Linked DNA regions of Gossypium hirsutum: region 2 is linked to region 1. The links are chromatin contacts, called in public Hi-C maps. All regions are on one chromosome and are shown on one strand. The core of a region is the stretch at or near the end of the contact, and the rest is flanking DNA. Distances in the headings are between cores, read along the strand shown. Region 1 holds the start of LOC107888621 (binding partner of ACD11 1). Region 2 holds the start of LOC107888626.

Region 1 (4,232 bases), core at 694-3,193:
TGTATAGGGTCCCTCCTTATTGGGTCTAATATCTAGCAAACCAAGTAAATTTTTTGGGTATTTAGGGGTATTGAACCCCAAACGAGGAAGTGTCATACCCCAACATTATGGTACTAGGTCATGGGCTAAAGGTCTAACACCTAAAGCTCCAACGATCTTATTGTTTAAAGCAAGGCATCAATACCTAAAGTCATGATATCATAACATAAGCCTTTATAGCTGCATTTAATGCTCGAGTAAATGTCTTCAACGGCTCAATTTTTTCTCTAACTGCTCCAAACGACTAGATTTCATTGAGAATGTACAAATAGAGTTTAAGAACATCAAGAAGCAGACAAGAAACAAGTTTACAAAGTTCATTGTGTAAAAATCTAATCTTTTATTTGTAATTCTCATCTTACGTACCCTTGTACACACTTGAGGTTTCATTCTCATTCATTATTTTAAATGTTTTAATTTATTTGAGTAAGCTTGAATAATTGTATATCAACCTTTAAGAGGTATTCCTTGTTTCAATTTCATTTCTCAAATTAGTGAGAGATTACTTGAAGTTCTGGGTAGACAACTTTAAAAAGAAAGTGACTTTATCTTATCTACTTAAAAGATAGTGTTATAAAGGTTAAGCATTATCCTTAAAAGGCTTGAAATTAGTGAACTTAGGAAATTTTTAATTGTAAAAAGTTAAGCTAGTAGATGTAGACAATTGGAGTCGAACTGCTCTAAATCATTGTGTCAATTTTTATTTGCCATCTTTCCCCAAATTTTTAATCACCAATTCAACTCTCCTCTTAGTGCATTTGTGCTTTATAATTAGTTAAGCTCCTCAAAAAAAAAGGACCTAATTAAGCTCTTAGATATTAAAAATCCATTAATTAAGCTCTTTCACCAATGATTTTTGCCATTGACTATAAAGGAAAAAAATGTATGGGCCAAATAGATAAAAATTAAAAATTTTAGAGCTAAATTTTTTGTTATGCCTAATTTTAAAATAGAGCTAACGTATACTATTCTTAAAATATTACCATTGGTAAAGATATGATTATCTGAATTTTTTATGTAAAAGGAAATTCTAAAAAAGTTAGTGGTAAGAAAGGGAAATAGAGAAAAATGTAGGGGCTTTAGGTTAAATTTGACATTTGAGATGTACTGGCATCAGTTACGGGCCCAAACTAGATTCCCGGCCAATGGAGTAGCGGAAATCCGGCAACGTGGCTTAAATGGTCATTTTACTCAACCAATTACGGTAGAGATCGTTAACGCTCCTTTATAAAGGAAATGATTTCACGCGCCATTTAAAGAAATAAAATAGTTATTAGCTTAAAGTCATATATAATAATAATAATAAATATATAAATATAGATTTATAAATTTCATTCAAACACGTATTTCCTATAAATTTCTTTTGCTCTAAAGAAGGAAAAAAAAAGTCATTTACAAAATATTATACTCATCAAAAATTTTATGTTAATATTTATTTTCCAATAAATTATGCATGATTAATAAATCAAATAAACACATCATTGAAAATTAATGTAAATTTTATATAAAAATAGAAAATGTATGTATTTTCAATTTTAATTTTTTTTAAAATTTGAGTTACTGAATGTGTATTAACTTGTATATTATTGTGTATTAAATATAAATAGTAAAAGTATTACAAAGATCCTTGTACTAGTATCACGAGGTCTGACACTAAAATTTAGATTGTATTTTGTTATCTCTATTTTAAAAATAAACAAATTAGTTTTTATACATTAAATTAAAAAATAAATTGATTATTTTTTATAATTATATGTCAAAATAAGATGCAATTACACCACGTGTAGCTATCTAATTTTTCTATCGGTCACAAGTTTTTAACAAATAAGGTGTAAAGATAAATTTACTCTTTTTTTTTAGTAAAAGTTAAAATATGCAAACAAAATTTCTTTGTTGAAATGCACGCTCCATTAGTGAGAGTGGGGTTTTATAGCCATCTGGAAAGATCAGCGTGCCAGTGTTTATGTTGGTTAGTTGTCTCTATCTCTCTTTCCCCTTCTTTCCCATGCTTAAGCTCTTAATCATCTGATTCTTCATCATCAACAACTAAAAGACAGGTATGTAAATGTATCATAATTTTTATAAAGCTTCAATCTTTTCTCAATTTTCCTTCTTTTCTAGCAAATTCAGTGATACCCAGTTCTTTTTTTCGCCTTATTTGATCAGTTTTTCCTTTACTTTCTTGAATGCATTAAGGGTTTTAATGAATTCAGTTTTCCTTTTTTTTTACTCTCTCAGGTTTTCACTAAGTTTAACTTCTTTCAAGAATCTCAATGAATACATGCTTGCCAAATAATTAGTGTCAAGCTGACCTTTAATTGATATTTGGTGGACAAAGTTGGTTCTATCACTCATTAATTGCCCCCATTGTTGATAACCCATGGTATTTTTTTCTTTCATCAAGCGTAAAGGAAGCTTGAAAATGGATTTTTTTTTTATAGTTAGGTATTTATCAGCATTCTTTATTGTAGGTTGAACCCTTTTTTGAACTTTAGCCAAAAGTTCGATAATCTTGCTTAAAGTTTACATTGTTTACAATGAAAGCCAATTTAAAGTTTTCACTTTGTAGGATTATATGGGCTATGGCTGTCCCTAAAACTCATCCCCTTTATTACTTTTGACTTGAACTAAGATTTATTGGGGTGTATTCAAGCAGATCTTGGAGTCGATTAAGGCATCTTGCTTGGGATTACTGAGTTTGGTAAAATAGCTTTGGCATCTTTAATTATGTTAATGTTGAAATAAGGCTAATCAATGCTAGAAAATCAGCAACCATATTAGTATTTTTCATTTGATTTTAGAAGAACCCATGAATTTTTGGTTTTCATTTTATACCAAGGAAACGATCTATCGATGAGAGAGCTTGGCTGTTAGGACCACTGAGAACTGTTTACCTCAAAATCATCCATAAGTATCCTTGTACCTTGGGATTGCTGTGGTTTCGGAATTATAAAGTATTGAATGAACGATGATGATATCTGCATTATCAAGCTACTTCTATGTGTGCTTCTAAAATTTTATTTAAATACCTTTAAATAGGTTCTTTTTTGGCTGATTTTTATCTCAGTTTAAGACAATGTACCCTGGAGGTTACACGGCTGAAATTACGAGCTTATCTCCAAGAGCTACCGAGAAGGATCTTTGTGACTTTTTCGCATACTGTGGTGCAATTGAGCATATTGAAATTATCAGGTATATATTGCTTCTCTGTTTCTGGTTTTGGACTAAACCCCAAAAATCACTCTCTATGATGGTGTATGTTCATGATTTTTTTCATATTTGTTGTGCATTTGCAAATTTGTTGTCGAGGGGGGAAAAGAGTCAAAAGCTACAAAATCTTTTGCTTGAAATGATTTCTTGTTAGATAATTGGTAATCTCAATCTCGGTTTTTGTGGAAAATCAATGTTTTTGAGCAGAATTTCTCTCATCCGTACAAATGTACTTAGCAGCAAGTTCCTTTATGGTGACAAGTTTCTTGAATCAAGGAAGATTTTACGTTCAAGTTGTTTAATTTTACTTATTGTTTTCAACTCCTTTAGGAAAAATGTCAAAAGCGAGGGCTCTTTTTGTCTGAAATGCTTTCTTGTTTGGTACTTGATATTTCTGATCTTATTAATGAATCTGCACGGTTATACGAATATGATTCTTAATTCTGTACGAATTTACTGCAAGTTCTATTTTTCCTTGCTTGTGACATATTTCTTGAGCTAATGAGTGTTTACAAATTTACTGGTTCTTTGAGGACTAAAAGAAAAAGACAAAAGCTAAGAAGTCTTTTGTCTGAAATGATTTCTTGTTTCTTGTTTGTTTATGGAAAATCAATGTTTTTTTTTATGATCAAGCTGTTTAATTTTACTTATTGTACTTATTTTAGGAAAAGTCAGAAGCAAGAGTTCTTTTGTGTGAAATGCTTTATTATGAGATACTTGGTATCTCCGATCTGATTAAATGCGGACATAAGTCTCTTTAACAGCATCTGCTTAGATACATGCATCTGATTCCGGTAAAAGTATCGTAGAGGCTTTTGTATTAGGAGTTGAATTGCATTTTGCCCCCTCTACTAAAAAAATTGGGCAAATTAGTCCCTGTACGTTAGATCAAAGAACAAATTGATCATTCTGTTAAAAATTCCATCTATTTCTATTGTTAAAAACTGGTTCTAGTACATCAGTATGATGTACACATGGCATGC
Region 2 (4,232 bases), core at 713-3,212, 290 kb after region 1:
ATCCATATCCTGTGTTGTGTAACCTGAGGACATATTGTTAGACGCACCAACTTCCTCTGTTGAGCTGTAACATTCAAAACATTGCTCACTAAGGTTAATGAATTCACAATCATGGGCTCCCTTTCACTAGGTTTACCAAAACAGTCAAATGAAGATATTTTTTTCTTTAGCATTTGTTGAACTGATGGGGACCCAATAAAGACTCTTACAAGTGACTTGAAAGCATTCATTCTATGTTCAATTCGATCACTGATGATGATCGAATTGTCATTTGCATTCACAAGACGTCCATCAACTGAATCCACATCTTTTAACAAGTGGGCCAATCTTGTCAACTTTGAAAACGCCTTTTCGTACCATTCATGAGGTAAGACCTCTTTGTCGGAATCCCTTGTGCAGTGATATAACATTGCATTAAAATGCAGAGCACCATTTAGGTTTGTTTCACAATACTTTGAGCCTTGGAGAACATTTTGAACAACTTTAAAAGCCTTCATCAGTTGGCCAAATCTTTTACTATGATATATCTAAAAAACTGGACCTCACAACCACCAATTATAAAACAACATTATCACATCAACCAGTCGAAAGTAGCAATACTTGTGCTTCCCATGGCTTCTTCTTCTTCTTAGTGCTTTCTTTCTTATTCACTGTTACATCCAAATAGGCCAAGCATATATATAAAATAGATTTTATAACTACAGGCTAAAAACAAGAGAAGCAACTTAAAAGCAAATAATGCAACTGAAAGCAGAAACCAACATAGCTTTTCAAACAATTGAGAATAGTAGAACAACAAATCAACCTAAAACGTCGAAATAGCCAAAACCTAGAACCTGTTCACTTAAAAGATTACAACTCAATTTCCCTTCATGTAAACATGCTATAAGCCTAGGTAACACAGATGAATATATCAGTAATCACACAAAAACTTCCCATTCAGATGATATATAGAGATACCTTGGGTCTACTTGAAATTTTCTATCAAATTCCATTTGCAAATAATACCCACCAGCACACAAACAATCCCAACTAAGTTCATCGATGAGCTCCATTCAAAACTATTTTAAAGAATATCTACCCAATCCTTACTGATGAATGCAAACACCTAGCAGTATGAAAAAGAAAACATCTATGCATACACGAATCATGACAATCTCCAGTATGATCATGAAACCCAAAACAGCACAATACAAAATGCAAAAAATTGGAGGGAAAAACAACTAAACCCTAATACTGAATTACAAACATAGAACATTAAAATTTGATACAGCGAGAAGTTCCCCCTTCTTAGACAGTCTTAGCTTAAAATTGTCAAAAGAGAAACAGAGAAAAACGAATAAATTGTCAAAAGAGAAAAGCGAACACTATCAGCTTCAGTAAATAACAAAATTGAAGAAATCAAACAGATGAAACCTAGAAAATGAGAATAAAAACGGATTAAGAACTAAATCATTCCAAGAATATTCGTTATGAACAATGTAAATGTCAGATGAAATCTTGATTGCAGTGGTTGTTGAATCAATCACTAAAAGAAAAGGAAAGTAGCAAAAGATAGATCGATTAGTACTTTTTTAGAGATGATTTTCAATAAGACGAAGCTAACAAAAAGCAAAGAGAGCTCTACTCAAAATCGGAAATGAGAGCCAAATATAAATCACAAAGCGATAGAGTAGATACAGTTAAGTACTGAGAAGATCGCCACGAAAAATCATTACGATGTCAGCGGCAACGGTGAGAGTGAGAGAGACTTTAAGCCGAAAAATAGATTGAAGAGGAAGAGAGCTGCACTCCGGTGGTATCAGTTGGCCCGAGGGACGTCGGCGATGGCTGACTGGATAGTGGAGTAAAGGCGGCCTCTAGAGCAAATGGAGGAGAGTAAAGAGTCAAAAATAATAAAGGAACCAAAACCCATCTGGGACCTTCGCGTGAAAAAGAGCGGAAGGGAAAAGGAGAAATTTTCTCTTCAGTCCCTGTCACTTTTTGGGTAAACTATTTTTTAACTTTTCCTTTTACATATTTAAAATTGAATCGTTTTAATTTTCATATTTCAAATTTTAAATCAACTTGCTAAATAACGCAAAAAATAAAAATAAAAATAAAAGCAATGATTCATATGCTTCTTAATAATAAATAAGCATTGAAGCTATTAACATAATTAAGGATGACGTTTACGGAAACTCTAGTTTTGGAAAGAAAAATCTATACGGTATTGAAGCTTCTTACCCACGGGATTATTCTACATATCTCTAGAGAGGACAATAAACTTGCAGACAAGATCATTAAGGCAGTAAAGGATAGAAGAACCGATTTACGGTTGATAAAGGAGTCCACACAGATGTCTTTTGTTTAGTGTTTGATTTTTAAGTTGTTTTGTTTTTTCACAAAAAAAAGGACATGATATTTTATTTATATTATAAAATTTACGGTTAAATATTAATTATTACAAATATTTGTAAATATTATTTTAATATAATTTTATTATAAGTATAAAAATAATTCATAAGTTATATAATGCATTCAAAAAATAGTAAGATATTAATTAATAATACAAAAATAATAATTACTTTTAATTTAAGGTTAAATTTGTCAATTTTTGTTTATTTTTAACCTATTTTATGATATTATTTTACTTAAAGTAATAATATTACATGTCTGTCCGATTCAATCAACTAAATAACATAATATTTTATTATCTCTCCATTATTTCATTAAACTATAATTATTTCATTCTTGCTCAATTCTATTACAATCAACCAAACATATATTAAGATTTATGAATTTTGGTTAAAGCAATGCAAATTTACTATGATAATCAATTCGCCGTTGTAATTGTGAAGAACTTTGTCTTTTATGGAAAGACAAAACATTTCAAGATTAAGTATCATTTTGTGAGAGAAGTTGAACAGAGCGAAGAAGTAATTTTAATTCATTGTTGCACAGAGAATCAACTGACGAACATTCTGACCAAGCCTCTTGGAAAAACGAAGTTTGAGAAATGAAATTGGTGTTCGCTGTATGGAGGCTAAGGAGGAGTATTGTGAGATAGCCATCCATGCAACAACTCTCTCAATTGACGAGATACAAATGTGCAAACCAAAAGTGCAAACCAAAAATGTAAACCAAAGTGACGGACAAGCCAAAGAATAAGCCAAAGTGGCGAACAAACCAAAAGACAAGCTAAAGTACTACAAGAAAAATGGTGGACTGTCAACTGATGAACTATTTGACGAACAACTATTGACAGACTATCCCAAAGCTTATGATACAAGTTAGCAAGTTGTCAACTTGTTAGAAAAAGTTGTCAAATTATAACTTGCTAGAAAAAGTTGTCAAATTATTTATCTTCATTTTGATAGGATAATTTAAGCGCTGACTAGATAGAAATCAGCCAATGGAGTAAATCTCATGTACTTAAACTTGTCAACTTCTAGTTGGAAAATTTTCCTATTTAAAGTCATCTTTGTATGTAAATTATGTATTGAAAAATTGAAAAATATAGCAAATCACATTTCATTGCTAAAATTTGATCTGTCCATCTTCTCTTTCTTAGACTAAAAAACCAACAGGGAGGATGTTGTGGCCAATCTGGTTGAACCAATACCCAAAGTTGGAACAATGGCAACCAAGAATGCAATCCAAACATAAGAAAGAACTTAATCAATATAAACAATGTTATAGCCCAATTTTGCCCCATTTACAACTTCAACCCGAATGGCCCATTTACATTTTACAAAACCCATTTAAACCAAACACCTACCCAAAATACCTAAAACCCTTACAAACCAAAACCCCAACAGCAACCCACACTTAAACCCCAACCTTTCAGCCCAAATACATTACAACTAAACCCACAAAACCCAAACTCGTTTACAACATTTTAAACCCAAACATCAGCCCAACTATCCAAAAGCCCAAAACCTAAAATTAACCTAGCCCATTAGACAAACTAGGGTTTCAGAAAAGCTGAAACCCTAGCCACCTTGTCCCATTCGGCCACTTGCCTCTGCCACCACCTGCTCACTGCAGCACCGGCCACCAACTCGAGTCACCTCCACCGCCACAGCACCTGCAAGCAATTAAAACGAAAAGACAGAAAGTAGAAAGAGATTTTTGTACAATGGCTATAAAAGCTGATTTTAAACTTTGTAAAAGGGTCGGTTGTTTTTATCAATACAAAGCAGTAAATTTCTAGAGTACAAAAACAGTCTTCACAATATCAAAAACCAGAT

Evidence for each region. A called contact is a pair of places that touch in the nucleus more often than the background predicts.
Region 2: a contact with region 1 is called in a Hi-C map of leaf, with 2.1 times the contacts expected there. The contact joins the promoter of LOC107888626 here to the promoter of LOC107888621 in region 1. A contact is called at or near these places in 3 of 34 Hi-C or Micro-C datasets (hypocotyl and leaf).

Annotation. Positions count from the first base shown.
Region 1 is chrA09:5,906,192-5,910,423 of Gossypium_hirsutum_v2.1, forward strand. LOC107888621 (binding partner of ACD11 1) reads left to right here and starts at 1,944. Exons shown (of 5, transcript XM_016812789.2): 1 at 1,944-2,096; 2 at 3,107-3,231. The coding sequence starts at 3,116.
Region 2 is chrA09:6,195,903-6,200,134 of Gossypium_hirsutum_v2.1, forward strand. It overlaps LOC107888626, which reads right to left and starts at 1,963. Exons shown (of 4, transcript XR_005901535.1): 1 at 1,719-1,963; 2 at 1-650.